Regions from separate parts of the Hordeum vulgare genome. Here all the other regions are linked to region 3. The links are chromatin contacts, called in public Hi-C maps. All regions are on one chromosome and are shown on one strand. Each heading gives the region's core, a stretch centred on a gene start, on an enhancer-like site or on the middle of the called end of the contact. The rest is flanking DNA. Distances are from core to core; before and after follow the strand shown.

What was found. Hi-C and Micro-C count contacts between places; a contact is called where the count stands out from the background.
Region 1: a Hi-C map of seedling shows a contact between it and region 3, with 3 times the contacts expected there. The contact joins the promoter of LOC123400024 here to the promoter of LOC123398613 in region 3. A contact is called at or near these places in 1 of 6 Hi-C or Micro-C datasets (seedling) and 1 of 1 datasets of contacts at active chromatin or transcription factors (embryo).
Region 2: a Hi-C map of leaf shows a contact between it and region 3, with 9 times the contacts expected there. The contact joins the promoter of LOC123400176 here to the promoter of LOC123398613 in region 3. A contact is called at or near these places in 5 of 6 Hi-C or Micro-C datasets (leaf, seedling and an unstated tissue) and 1 of 1 datasets of contacts at active chromatin or transcription factors (embryo).

Annotation. Positions count from the first base shown.
Region 1 is chr5H:95,432,658-95,437,025 of MorexV3_pseudomolecules_assembly, reverse strand. LOC123400024 (60S ribosomal protein L8) reads right to left here and starts at 1,681. Exons shown (of 2, transcript XM_045094417.1): 1 at 1,176-1,681; 2 at 1-492. The coding sequence starts at 1,615. The coding sequence ends at 147.
Region 2 is chr5H:96,087,500-96,091,745 of MorexV3_pseudomolecules_assembly, reverse strand. LOC123400176 (UNC93-like protein 3) reads right to left here and starts at 2,753. Exons shown (of 10, transcript XM_045094592.1): 1 at 2,390-2,753; 2 at 2,110-2,273. The coding sequence starts at 2,593.
Region 3 is chr5H:95,720,783-95,725,140 of MorexV3_pseudomolecules_assembly, reverse strand. It overlaps LOC123398613 (diaminopimelate epimerase, chloroplastic), which reads left to right and starts at 2,126. Exons shown (of 11, transcript XR_006610220.1): 1 at 2,126-2,481; 2 at 2,647-2,814; 3 at 3,520-3,590; 4 at 3,782-3,839.

The DNA.
Region 1 (4,368 bases), core at 432-2,931, 290 kb after region 3:
ACTGAAGAATCCAGACCACGGCGAAAACTGATAACAAACATCACCAGGTTACCAAAGTACCGAGCAAAAACGACAACCTTACTGCAATACATGTCCTTGACGGGTAATCTAGAGGCAGCAAACATAGATAAACAGCAATGATAACTCTAAGTGGCCTTGTCGGCCTTCGCAGCAGAGGCGGCAGCCTGGCCTCTAAGACGACCAGTCCTCCTGGCAGCAATGAGACCAACCTTCTGGCCGGGTGGTGCATCACGGCGAACAGTGGAAGCATGACCAATATGCTGGTGGTTACCTCCTCCGTGGGGATGCTCAACAGGGTTCATGGCCACACCACGCACCTTAGGCCAGGAGTTCCTCTTCACACGGTACTTGTGGTAGGCGTTACCAGCCTTCAGCATTGGCTTCTCAGTCCTGCCACCACCAGCAACCTGACCAATCATAGCACGGCAGCTGCTTGGGACGATCTTCTTAGCACCAGAGGGTAGCTTGATCCTGCATAAAGAGAACATGAGCAATGCATCTTAACATTTCTGCAACTGAAGAATTCATCAAAAGGATCAGGCCATCAGGCAACATAAACAAAGATACACCAATCATATATATTCCATTAACATGTAGGATCTTGTACTGACAAGAACTGATAATAGGAAATGGCCCTTGCATTTCTAAACGCTAGATCATGGGCATGTTAGGTCAATCAGAAACAAAAGCAGGATAACAAGAGATCACATATCACATGTCTCTGGTCCAAGGTATAGACTTCTTAGATGCATGCTCAGTTCTAGGAGAACAGAAGAGAAAGCATGCCATGTCCAGTTCTAGGATAACATATCAGAAGAGCATCATATCGCACCAGTTGCAGACTATACAATGAACAGAAGGCATCTCAAGGCTCAGGGACAGAATGTGTATCTAAGAATATGTCTCTGGCAATAAATTAACAAACATATGAAGAACGCACAATCTAAGGTTTCCATTATATAATCAATTAAAGAGAATATCAGAAGCAGTGAACGAGCATATATTCAGATCGCACTATGAGCCAGAGAAGCATTTAATCATTTCCTAACGGAAATCACATACAGCAATCAAATAGCAGTTACTAGCGGGAGAACGTCAGATCTAACCATAGCCTTGTACTTTAGAGAGACGGGTGGGAGGAGAAGGAAGAGTACCTTGAGGTGCCGTTGTCGGGGTTGTGGCTGATGACGATGGCGTAGTCACCGGAGGCCCTGGCGAAGACACCACGGTCGCCGACGTGGTGCTCGACGTTGCAGATGACGCCTCCCTCAGGCACGGACCGGAGGGGGAGGACGTTGCCTACGGAGAGCGTGGCGCGGCGTCCGCAGTAGACGAACTGGCCGGTGTACATACCCTCGGCGGCGACAAATAGCTCCTTCTGGTGCTTGTACCTGAACGGGTGGCGGAAGGTCACCTTGGCCAGCGGCGCACCACGTCCTGGGTCGTGGATGACATCGGTGACGACGCCCTTGAGGTACCCGTTGCGCTCGCCGAAGTCGAGCGACCTGAAGCGGGCGGGGCCCTTGCGGTGGTGGGTGTGGGACTTGAAGACGGAGCCCGCACCCTTACGCTGAGCGCGGATCACGCGACCCATCTCGTCGGCGGCAGCGGCGGAGTGGCGGCGGCGGTGAGGGGAATGGGTGGGCAGCTGGGCTAGGGTTCGAAGAGGAAGAAGAGGGAGCAATATATAGGGTGCGGCACGGGGTTTGTTGTTCGATTACCCTAGGGTGGACGGTCGGGATGGGGGATGGAGGCGCGTCTGGGCCGTTGGATTCGTTTAGGCAGGCAGTAGGACCGCAACGTCAGTGAAATAACTTAGCTGGGCCGTACTGTGAGGGACTGACGAAATGAGGAGTGGACTGGGCTGTCATGGGCCAGTTTGTTAGTATAGTGACAATGAGAGAAATAGGCTGGTAGTAGGCCGAGTTCTCTACTACCATTCTCGCTCCGCCTATTTGTCCCCATCAAACACCGAAGAGGGTTGTGGTGTCGGCAGCGGCCAGCGAACTAGAGCACGCCTTTTGTGTTATGGGTTGAAAAACATATATTTCTTTTTTATTATAAACACCATCCTATATATTAATTTAGAAAAATATTCTTGCCATCATTCATTAAAGCACACACCATCTAGACACTGCTAACAAAAACATCTTTAGAATGGTTATAAAAACTAAAATTCCCAATCTCATGTGTCACTATATTTGCATGTCGATTAGTCTCTAATAGCTTAAAACTTTGAAATAATTTAGTGATACTCAACGCTTCGAAGAACATAATGACTATAGTGGCATATAACATGCTAGTTGAAAATTGACGAACACGTTAGAAAGATGTTTCGTGGCAAGTGGTATAAACAAAAGAGTTGGGGAATTTCTTCAAGAACCCGTAGGAGATCTCGTGTCTAATGTAGTATGAAATTCTTTTGTTGCAATAATATTGGACAAAGTCGCCCTCCACCACACACCATTTGTTCATTTCATGGTATTAATCACTCTAAACCATCACTGCCTACACTTCTCCAATCATGACATATACCTTTGATGCACTTGGTAGTCGGAGTTGATGATTGGGGCTTGATCCTGACCACCTTGTGGTTCCTCCAATGATAACGTTGTCTCGGAGGAGGACCTCGGACAATTGCAAACCGAGCTTGCAACACTCGAAATTATCTCTAGATATTCTTCCTCCCTTCTTCTTGATACTTTGTGAATTAATTATTTTTCTTACTAGAGGATTCTAATTTTCTCCATATAAATGTTGATCGGGAGGGGATACATGCCATCAGCTGGATCGTAGCCTTGGTCATAAATGGCATTCACCAGGAAGTTGCATGTTGGAGCATCATCAATTGCGAGCGTAGCAAAAAGATGAGATCCTTGTAAGACATCGATGTCATCGTGAGAGTGGAGCAAGCCAAAGTAGTAATGTGAGATCCACAAGTCCTCAAGGCAACCACTCCCACATCAGTAGTTGGATCATGACAACGCACAATGAACTAGCCAAGCCATGCTACATGAAAATTCTTTCACCTCCAATGCATACAGCGAGTGCTCTCAAGCATCCCATGCAAGCCATGTTTTACTGATTATGTCCTCGTGTGGGATGCTCATATATATTGAGCTAACACTTTTATGCATTTTGGCCCATTCAAAGATACACATCAACCATATCTTTAGGAGTGCCATATATGATCACGTGAAGTGTTGCAGTCACCTTCTTGAAATAAGAAAAAACTAGTAGACCAACTACCTTCCTTCGTGATGTTTCATGAAATGCTTCAAAGTGTATAACATAAAGTGCTTCGAAGTAGCACTATTGCATTTCATTTTCACATATCATCATTCGGCCTTTGTCAATCCACTATGTTGTCCATTTTTGCCATGTGTTTTCAGAGATATGTAAATTTTCCATGGCAAATGATGTATAATTCATACCATTTTTCATACATTTCTCATGAATTAGATATCGTTTAGCTTCATATATCATGGAAAATCACTTTGCATTTTAGATATTGTTTTGCCATGGCAAATCATCATCAATTGACATGACAAATTTACAACCCTTTATAGCTACCTTTTTCGTGTAGTAAATAACTACCATGGCAAAAAATATGAATTTGCCATGATTTTTCATATAGCATGACAACTCAAGTAAACGAAGCATGGCAAAAGCATTTTAAAATGTCATGGCAAATTCCATTTCTTGGTATAAATGGCAACAAAATACTTCCTTTGATGCGACCATTGCAACTTTATTTTTGGATGGAGCTTGGCCAATGTAGTATACGGTCCTGACATTTTTAAATATATGAATACATTCATGGCAAAAAAATATACAAAGCATGGAAATCATAATTGCCATGACAAAAAAAATTAAATGCATATGCCAAGGAAAAATAATTCATTTATGTGTTTTTTACATACATAGTTTTTTTTAAATAATAAGATGGCAATTTAATTAAAAAAATGATGGCAAATTTGCAACACGAATGTGCCACATCAATTTTTGTTCTTAACTTTGTGTTTCAACTAATCATAATACTATGGCAACCTTATTACATATAACATGGCCAATTTAGTAATCAACCATAGAAAAATTAGCTAATGGACCACGACAATTTGCTTTCATCATTTTTATGGGTAGTTTTACTTTTCTTTGATTGACGACAACATTCTAGAGTAGTTGTCATGGTAACATTCTCGTGTAGTTACTGTGAAAAAATTCTACGGGTAGTTGTAGTAGATAGAATTTTCTATGAGTAGTTTACATGGCAAAATTTTGGAGTAGTTTCTATAGCATAATTCTAGATTAGTTGCCATGATAGAATTGGTATGATTTTTTTCTATG
Region 2 (4,246 bases), core at 1,504-4,003, 370 kb before region 3:
TCTTTTTGCAACATTGGATTGATTTTTCAATTCGATATCTTGTTATCACAAGATGCGAGTCTTTGTGATTTTGTCGAGGTCGTCAATAATGGTGGCGACACATTCCTTTTCATTTTTCTACATTCCATTGGTGTGTTTCCCCCATCCACATAGGTACTGCCTTGTGATCCTTATTTTAAAGTTCCATTTCTGAATAGGTGTCCTTGAACCCTATGATTTGGGACAAAACAACTACAAGTTTGCTATCCTCGCATGAAGCCTTCTATAAGAGAGCATCATGTGTGTGTTTGTTGGACATGTTTAGAGCTGGCCAAACGACCCGGCCCGGCACTGCACGAGCCATAGGGGCACAATTGGTATACAAGTCGTGTTGTGTCGGCCCGCGTGCGAAGCCTTGCGAACCAGGCACGATCCCTATACTTATCGGGTCGGCCAATCGTCATGTCAGGCACGCTGGGCCACAAGCTGTTTGGTTTAAAAAGCTTTAAAAAGTTGTTTGCCTGTTGGGGACATGTTCAACCAAATCTCGAACTTGGGATTTTCATTTATAAAGCAAAGCTCCGAGTCAACACCTTCAATAAGGTCATGAACCATGCACGTTAATGTTACCTGATCAAGCCAGGGGTAAGATCAGAGGTTTCCATCCAGAGTACACGCAACATGCATACATTGTCGAACTGCCAGTAACCTTTCTACCGATGATGATGACTTGCTAGACGGACCCGGCATTGAGAGAGTCTGAATCCCATCCAAACTTCTTGAGAACAAGGTAGAAGCAAGTTCAAGATCACGGGCTTGATTCTACACATCGTCGTAACACCGTTCATCCTCGACGATCGGAGGGGCGCACTAGATGTAGGGTTGCAACTAGATCTACTTGTTGATGCAACCTTAAAAACTTTATTTTCTTCTTTGACAGAATGCCATTTGTACATCCTAAATGCTCATTTACGTAGGTGCATCTACTTAACACATGTCTAAACTATGAATACGAAAAATAATGAAGAAAAGTACAAATTTCACAAAGACCATATACTAAGGCGCACTCGTTGGTTTGACTCGAGACGCTCCCCTCTTATGTTCTTCGGTTCAAACACTTGGATCTAGTGACACTCTTGACTCTTGTAGGCCATGGTCCACCTTTTTGCTTTTCCTTATTTATTTTCCTATTCTTTTCATTTTCCAAGTGTCGATTATCTACGGGAAAAGAGCCAAGCCCGAGGAAAGAGACAAGAGAAAGAAATAAAAAAGAGTTCATTGCAATGTCATTAAATTGTCTTCACACAATTCCCTAAAAAAGTAATTGTCTTCGGACAGGGAAAACATATTACTACCTTCGTTTCAGTTTATAAGTCCGGCACGTGTACCTAGGTCATTAATTTAACCAACTTAATGAGAGACATATATTACAAAAAATATATCATTAGAAACTTCAGATGTTCTATTTTTTAATAATATAATTTTTATGTTAAATAACATATTTTATATAAGTCAAATTGACGATCTAGGTACACGTGCATGTCTTATAAACTATGACAGAGTGAGTAGTACTTGCTAACTTTTCAGTGGAAAGGCGCCAACCAACAATGTTGGCGACAATATCCGCCAACCCTCATTTTTCGTGGCCTGAGGTGCGCATGGGCAGAACCGGCGAGGTGGGTTGACTTGGCAGATGGCCGCCCGCCTCATATTTGTATCTGGTGACGTTTTGTTGCACATGTCGAACATCTTTTTGCAGTGAGAATTGAGTTTCTTACTCTCATTCAGAACAAACTGAAATTTGCGTGCGGATCAGATTATGCAGCTACATTGGGATCTTGCGTAGGGTCACGCATTTCATTTTGCTTGCACGGCAAGCACGAAAGGGACGTCGACATAGTGGAAAGCAAATGCTGAGCTGGCAAGTTAGTTAGTAGATTTGTCGTTTTACCACCTATGTGTTCCCCTATTTCGTCCCCTACACGGCCAAATTACACTGTCACTCGGATGAATCTTCGCCACACAGATTGAGTCAGCTCGGGATATGTCGGAACCAACAAGAATATACCGAGGACAGAGAAATTACGGCAGAAGCAATCGGAGATAGCGGCTTGGTGGTAGCTTACATACCAGGAAGGGGCGAGGTTGGCGGCGATGAAGAGGAGGTAGCCGGAGGTGCCGAGCACGAGCGCTCGCCTGGACCCCATCCCCCGCACCACCGGCGAACCCACGACCGAGAACGCCGTGAACGACGTGTACAGCAACCCCAGCGATATTGACCCCAAATTGCCGTCCTGCGTGCGAGAGCCCGGGCGGCCGGCGCCAATCAGTCATATCGCCACGCCACCGTCGGTCGCGCCCGAGCGTGCGTGCGTGCGCTGGGGAATTGTTGGCATGGGAGGATGCGTACCGTGTTGACGGTGCTCTGGAGATTCTGCGCGGCGTGGTAGGCGAGGAAGACGAAGAAGAAGGCCAAGCTGAGGAGGTGCAGGTCGCGGGTCGGCGACGCTGTGCCTGAACCGCGGCCGCCGTCGCCGGGGACGGAGACTAGGGGAGCCGCCTCCTCCTCGTCGTGGGACGCCGCGAGCTCGGGTCCGGCCGCTATGGAGTCCATGGCGGCCGGTGTGGAGCGGCCGGCCGGGCTGATTGGGGGGAGGAGTCAACTGCCGGATCCTTGGCTTTCGCGTGCGGTGATTTGGGGAGGGAAGGGTGCGGGCTTTTCAAATTCGTGACGTTTCAAGGGTGTCTGTGAATAAAATCTGGAGTTGTGTGGCATAAGAAAAGACTCAAGTGCAAAAATTGGTAGCCTGTTACCTTCCAGATAATATCAGGGGCTTTTTTGATAATGTTGATCATTTTGGTGAGTGGATTTATTTTCTAGAGAGAGGTGGCCTTTTTTCCTTCCGCAAAAAAAAAGTTTTATTTTTCCAAGTTTTCTTGAATCCATAGCTTAGTGATTTGTCTATATACTCTACGTAACTTTATGCAAGAAATATGTTTTTTTAATATAATCTCTCCCTAAAAATAAAGTAAATAGGGTTTCTGGTCGTCCGTCATGGCATTTTTGCAAAAAGACCCTTTCATTTTCTGTTAATAAACCCGCAGTCCTTTCTTTAGTGAGGAAACGTTTCACTTTTATGATTAAGACCCTATATGTTTTCTTTGGCTGGTGTCGCTGTTGGAATTATGCCCTAGAGGCAATAATAAATATAGTTATTATTATAATTCCTGTATCAAGATAATCGTTTATTATCCATACTATAATTGTATTGAATGAAGACTTATATACATGTGTGGAAATATAGACAAAACACTGTCCCTAGCAAGCCTCTAGTTGGCTAGCCAGTTGATCAAAGATAGTCAGTGTCTTCTGATTATGAACAAGGTGTTGTTGCTTGATAACTGGATCACGTCATTAGGAGAATCACGTGATGGACTAGACCCAAACTAATAGACGTAGCATGTTGATCGTGTCATTTTGTTGCTACTGTTTTCTGCGTGTCAAGTATTTGTTCCTATGACCATGAGATCATATAACTCACTGACACCGGAGGAATACTTTGTGTGTATCAAACGTCGCAACGTAACTGGGTGACTATAAAGATGCTCTACAGGTATCTCCGAAGGTGTTCGTTGAGTTAGTATGGATCTAGACTGGAATTTGTCACTCCGTGTGACGGAGAGGTATCTCGGGGCCCACTCGGTAATACAACATCACACACAAGCCTTGCAAGCAATGTGACTTAGTGTAAGTTACGAGATCTTGTATTACGGAACGAGTAAAGAGACTTGCCGGTAAACGAGATTGAAATAGGTATGCGGATACTGACGATCGAATCTCGAGCAAGTAACATACCGAAGGACAAAGGGAATGACATACGGGATTATATGAATCCTTGGCACTGAGGTTCAAACGATAAGATCTTCGTAGAATATGTAGGATCCAATATGGACATTCAGGTCCCGCTATTGGATATTGACCGAGGAGTCTCTCGGGCCATGTCTACATAGTTCTCGAACCCGCAGGGTCTGCACACTTAAGGTTCGACGTTGTTTTATGCGTATTTGAGTTGTATGGTTGGTTACCGAATGTTGTTCGGAGTCCCGGATGAGATCACGGACGTCACGAGGGTTTCCGGAATGGTCCGGAAACGAAGATTGATATATAGGATGACCTCATTTGATTACCGGAAGGTTTTCGGAGTTACCGGGAATGTACCGGGAATGACGAATGGGTTCCGGGTGTTCACCGGGGGGGGGGGGGGCA
Region 3 (4,358 bases), core at 877-3,376:
TCGTGATGAGATCGCGGGACGGGCTGCGATTTGGATCGTGAAGATGTTCCACTACATCAACCGTGTTATATACGCTTCCGCTTAGTGATCTACAAGGGTATGTAGATTCACTCTCCCCTCTCGTAAATGATCATCACCATGGATAGGTATTGCGTGTGCGTAGGAAATTTTTTATTTCCCATGCAACGTTCCCCAAGAGTAGTTACTTTTGTTCTTGAGGCCACGGGAGAAGTCATGTTGCAAGTAGTCATGTGAAGTTGATATTTGTTCGATATTTTGATGGTATGAATGTTGTGATTCCCTTAGTGGTGTTATGTGAATGTCGACTACATGATAATTCACCATCTCTGGGCATAAGGGAATGCATTGTGAAGTAGTTATTAGATGATGGGGTGCGAGAGTGACAGAAACTTAAACCCTAGTTTATGCGCTATTCCGCAAGGGGCTGATTTGGATCCCTGTGTTTAATGCTACAGTTAGAATTTATTCTTAATATTTTTCTCATAGTTGCAGATGCTTGCGAGGGTGTTAATCATAAGTGGGAGGCTTGTTCAAGTAAGAACAACACCCAAGCACCGGTCCACCCACATATCAAATTATCAAAGTACCAAGCACAAATTAATCCAACATGACGAAAGTGACTAGATGAAATTCCCGTGTGCCCTCAAGAACGCTTTGCCTATTATAAGAAACCGTTCCGGCTTGTCATTTGCCACAAAAGGATTGGGCTACCTTGCTGCACTTATTGTTACTATTGCTACTGGTTACTTGTTACAATTATCTTGCTATCAAACAACTTGTTACTGCTATTTCAGTGCTTGCAGAAATTACCTTGCTAGAACCGCTTGTCATTTCCTTTTGCTCCTCGTTGGGTTCGACACTCTTACTTATCGAAAGGACTAAGATTGATCCCTTATACTTGTGGGTCATCAATGTGCATGGCTACAACATGTGCTACTATCTGATTGACGGTATCTATCCTCCGTGGACGGCCTTAGTCAAGACCATCTTTGAGCCAGTTGGTCAGAAAAGAGTTCACTTTGCCCAAAAAACAAGAAGCAACTAGAAAGGATGTGACAAGGGCATTTGGAGTGCTCCAAACTCGTTTTTCAGTTGTTCAAGGGACCTGCAAAAATATGGGATACAGAAACCTTGTGCAAGGTATAACCTATTGTGTGATCTACTACACCATGATTATGAAGGACGGGGGTGAAGATGCTATAGGAGGTTTGAATTTTGAGAACATGTGTGTTCCTATCTAACTTTCAAATCGAAAACTAGAACCCGACTATGTTTGAAGAGTTTGTTCAAATGCATTAACAAATTCATCATCAAGTAACTCGTGAATAATTTAAGAAAAAAACTGATGGAGCAAATTATGGACGCTTAAAGAGGAGAACTAGAATATATGTGCAAGGTGAATTGAAGTTTGAACTATTTCGTTGAAAAATTAGATGGATTGTAATATTTACATTTGAATTATTACCTCTTTGATATTTTCACTCATCGAATATTTAATCTGCTACTATTATTACGAGGGTCGCAGAAAATAGGGGACAAATATTTAGTGGACATGATTGGATGGTCAGTTTTTGTATCACCGTTTGTAAACAAGTCTGGACCAGTCCACATGTGAATATTGTTTACAGTTTGAAGGAATAAATTGACAATGGACTAGCACAACCTAACCTTTTTCTTCTCTTGAGATGGGTCAAGATCCTTCCGCCAACTCAAAAGAAGAAAAATCCCCTAAGAACACGGAAACACTAAATTTGGCATCAGATTTTTTGGCATAGCAAAACTGACGCTTTTAATGGCAAATTATATTGGTGATATGATAATTTCCTGACGAAGAAATTGAACCAAGATGGATTTACTTTGCTTGTGAATTAAACTTGTACTCCCTTCATAAAAAAAATATAAGAACATTTAGATCACTAAAGTAGTAATGTAAACGCTTTTGTATTTGTTTATAGAGGTAGTAATTCTCAAATAATATGATTTGTTATGAAAAAAGTTTGATTTGTCAAGCTAAAAAATCTAACGTGAGATTTGCAGTGGGTTCAAAAAAATAAAACTGGGCCACGTCAACCCAGATAACCCTCGCTATCCATGGCAGTGGGCCAAGGTCTCACGTGGAGCCCGCTTGCATAGAGCTGAAAGCTCCCAGTCATTAGCCGGCAGCGACGGCGACAGTGACCCTTCCCCAAACCCCTCCCCGCTCTCGCACTCGTCGCCATGTCCGCCGCCGCCGCCAGAGTCACATCCAACTTCACCAACTTCACCACCTCCACTGCCCCCTCCTCGGGCGGTCGCCTCCTCCGTCCGTTCCGTGGGACTCCGCCCTCCCGCCGCGCCGTCGCTTCGATGGCCGTATCCACCCCAAGGTCGCCATCCGCCGCCTCGTTCCTCGAGCGCCGCGAGTCCGAGCGCGCCCTCCACTTCGTCAAGTACCAGGGCCTCGGCAACGACTTCATAATGGTAATGCCTTTTCCTCTCTCGTTTTTCTGTTCATTTCAAGCTACCACACGCCGTGAATACATTTGGGGTGACATGCTGCTACCGATTCGTGCTATCATTTTAGATTTTGTGCTGTTGCTACTTTTAATTATGTTATTTTGATGATGATTCTGGTTGGATTGGTAGGTCGACAACAGGGATTCGGCAGTGCCCAAGGTGACGCCAGAGGAGGCGGCGAAGCTGTGCGACAGAAACTTTGGTGTTGGTGCTGATGGCGTCATCTTCGTCATGCCGGGGATCAACGGTGCGGACTACACTATGAGGATATTCAACTCCGATGGCAGCGAGCCTGAGGTGAGCCGCTGTTTCATCACATCACCGAATAACGTTTGGCCATAGGAAATGAGTTATGGGTTGTCCGGCATTATGTTCATATCTGTTATGACCATTCTCTGCCCTGACATCTTTGCCGACGAGCATTGTGCGTAGAAGGAAACATGTAGGATGTAGCTGTACAAGCTCCTGTGATGCTTTGAAGTGTTGTGGGGAAAACTATAGCCTGCAAATCCAGTCTCCATAGACTATAGCTGGTTTTATAGTTCACATTTCTGTATACTGATACAAGTACTGTTAGTCTACTTACATAATACGGAGTAGATCATAAAGTTGGCCATCTAGAGTATGTCCGTACTCTATCCAATATATTGAGGATCTATCTAGAATCATCTACAGTTTTCCTTACATGTCCCGGCGTAATATGCATGTTTTGCATTTTTGTCAAATTGTGAGCTTGACGAACTGTATAGGTTGGGAAGTGCTATTATGTTTGAATCCTACTGTACAAAGCAGCACTTTTGTCGTACACTTCACGCCATGTCAATGAGCTCCCTTCCAGATGGAATTAAAGTTGGCTATGTTTATTTTCTTCTTGTTGTTCACTTGTTCTGCGCGGTGTTCTTTTTCATCTCAATTTTTTGCTAAAAAGATGTTTATTATGGATCTTGTTACCATGAGTTATTTCATATGTAGTTTTCATCTATTATGTATTTTATATTTCAGATGTGTGGCAATGGAGTTCGTTGCTTCGCTCGCTTTATAGCGGAGGTTGAAAATCTTCAGGGAACACATAGGTGCCAATTCATGCATCAACTTTTCAATATCTGTAGATAATTAAATTAGGAGTGAAATGATAGGAAAGTTCCACCTATAGATTTAATATGTTTATCAGAATCTCAGTTTAATATTGTGGGTGCTGGAAATTTGGTGATATAGATAAACCATTATATTAATTGCCCCCTAAAGTTACATTCTCATGTTTCAGCTTCAAAATTCATACTGGGGCTGGATTAATTATCCCTGAAATACAAGATGATGGAAAGGTAAATGCCATTTAGTTTGTTTAGTCATTTGCTATTGTTGTCGTTAAATTTGGAAGCCATACACCGCTGTAGTTTTCCATTCACCTTATTCAGTCATGAGCAAGGTAATCTACTTGTTTTCATCTCTAGCAGCCTGCTATGGTTTGCTCCTGGTTCTGCAGCGGTTCAGGATTGTTTTAAACCTGCCTCAGCTTTCATGCCTCTTGCAGTTTGCTAACACGACAAACTTTTATGCTAACATTGTTGAGTATCTGGTAACAACCTGCACAATGTTAGCGTGTCTGCAAGAACAATATCACGCATAAGCATTTCATAATGATTGTTATAATCTTAATTATTTTCCAAGTTTTGCTATTTTTGTACACTTTAAACTGTTGAATCCCCTGGCGCCTTTTCTTGGCTCAGTTAGCCTTGAGAGTATTCCCTTCCTACCAATTTGAAAGCACCAATTCACCCATTCTTGTCGATATGGTTGTTCTCCAATTCTGGACTTATATTGTTGACAATAATCACTTATTC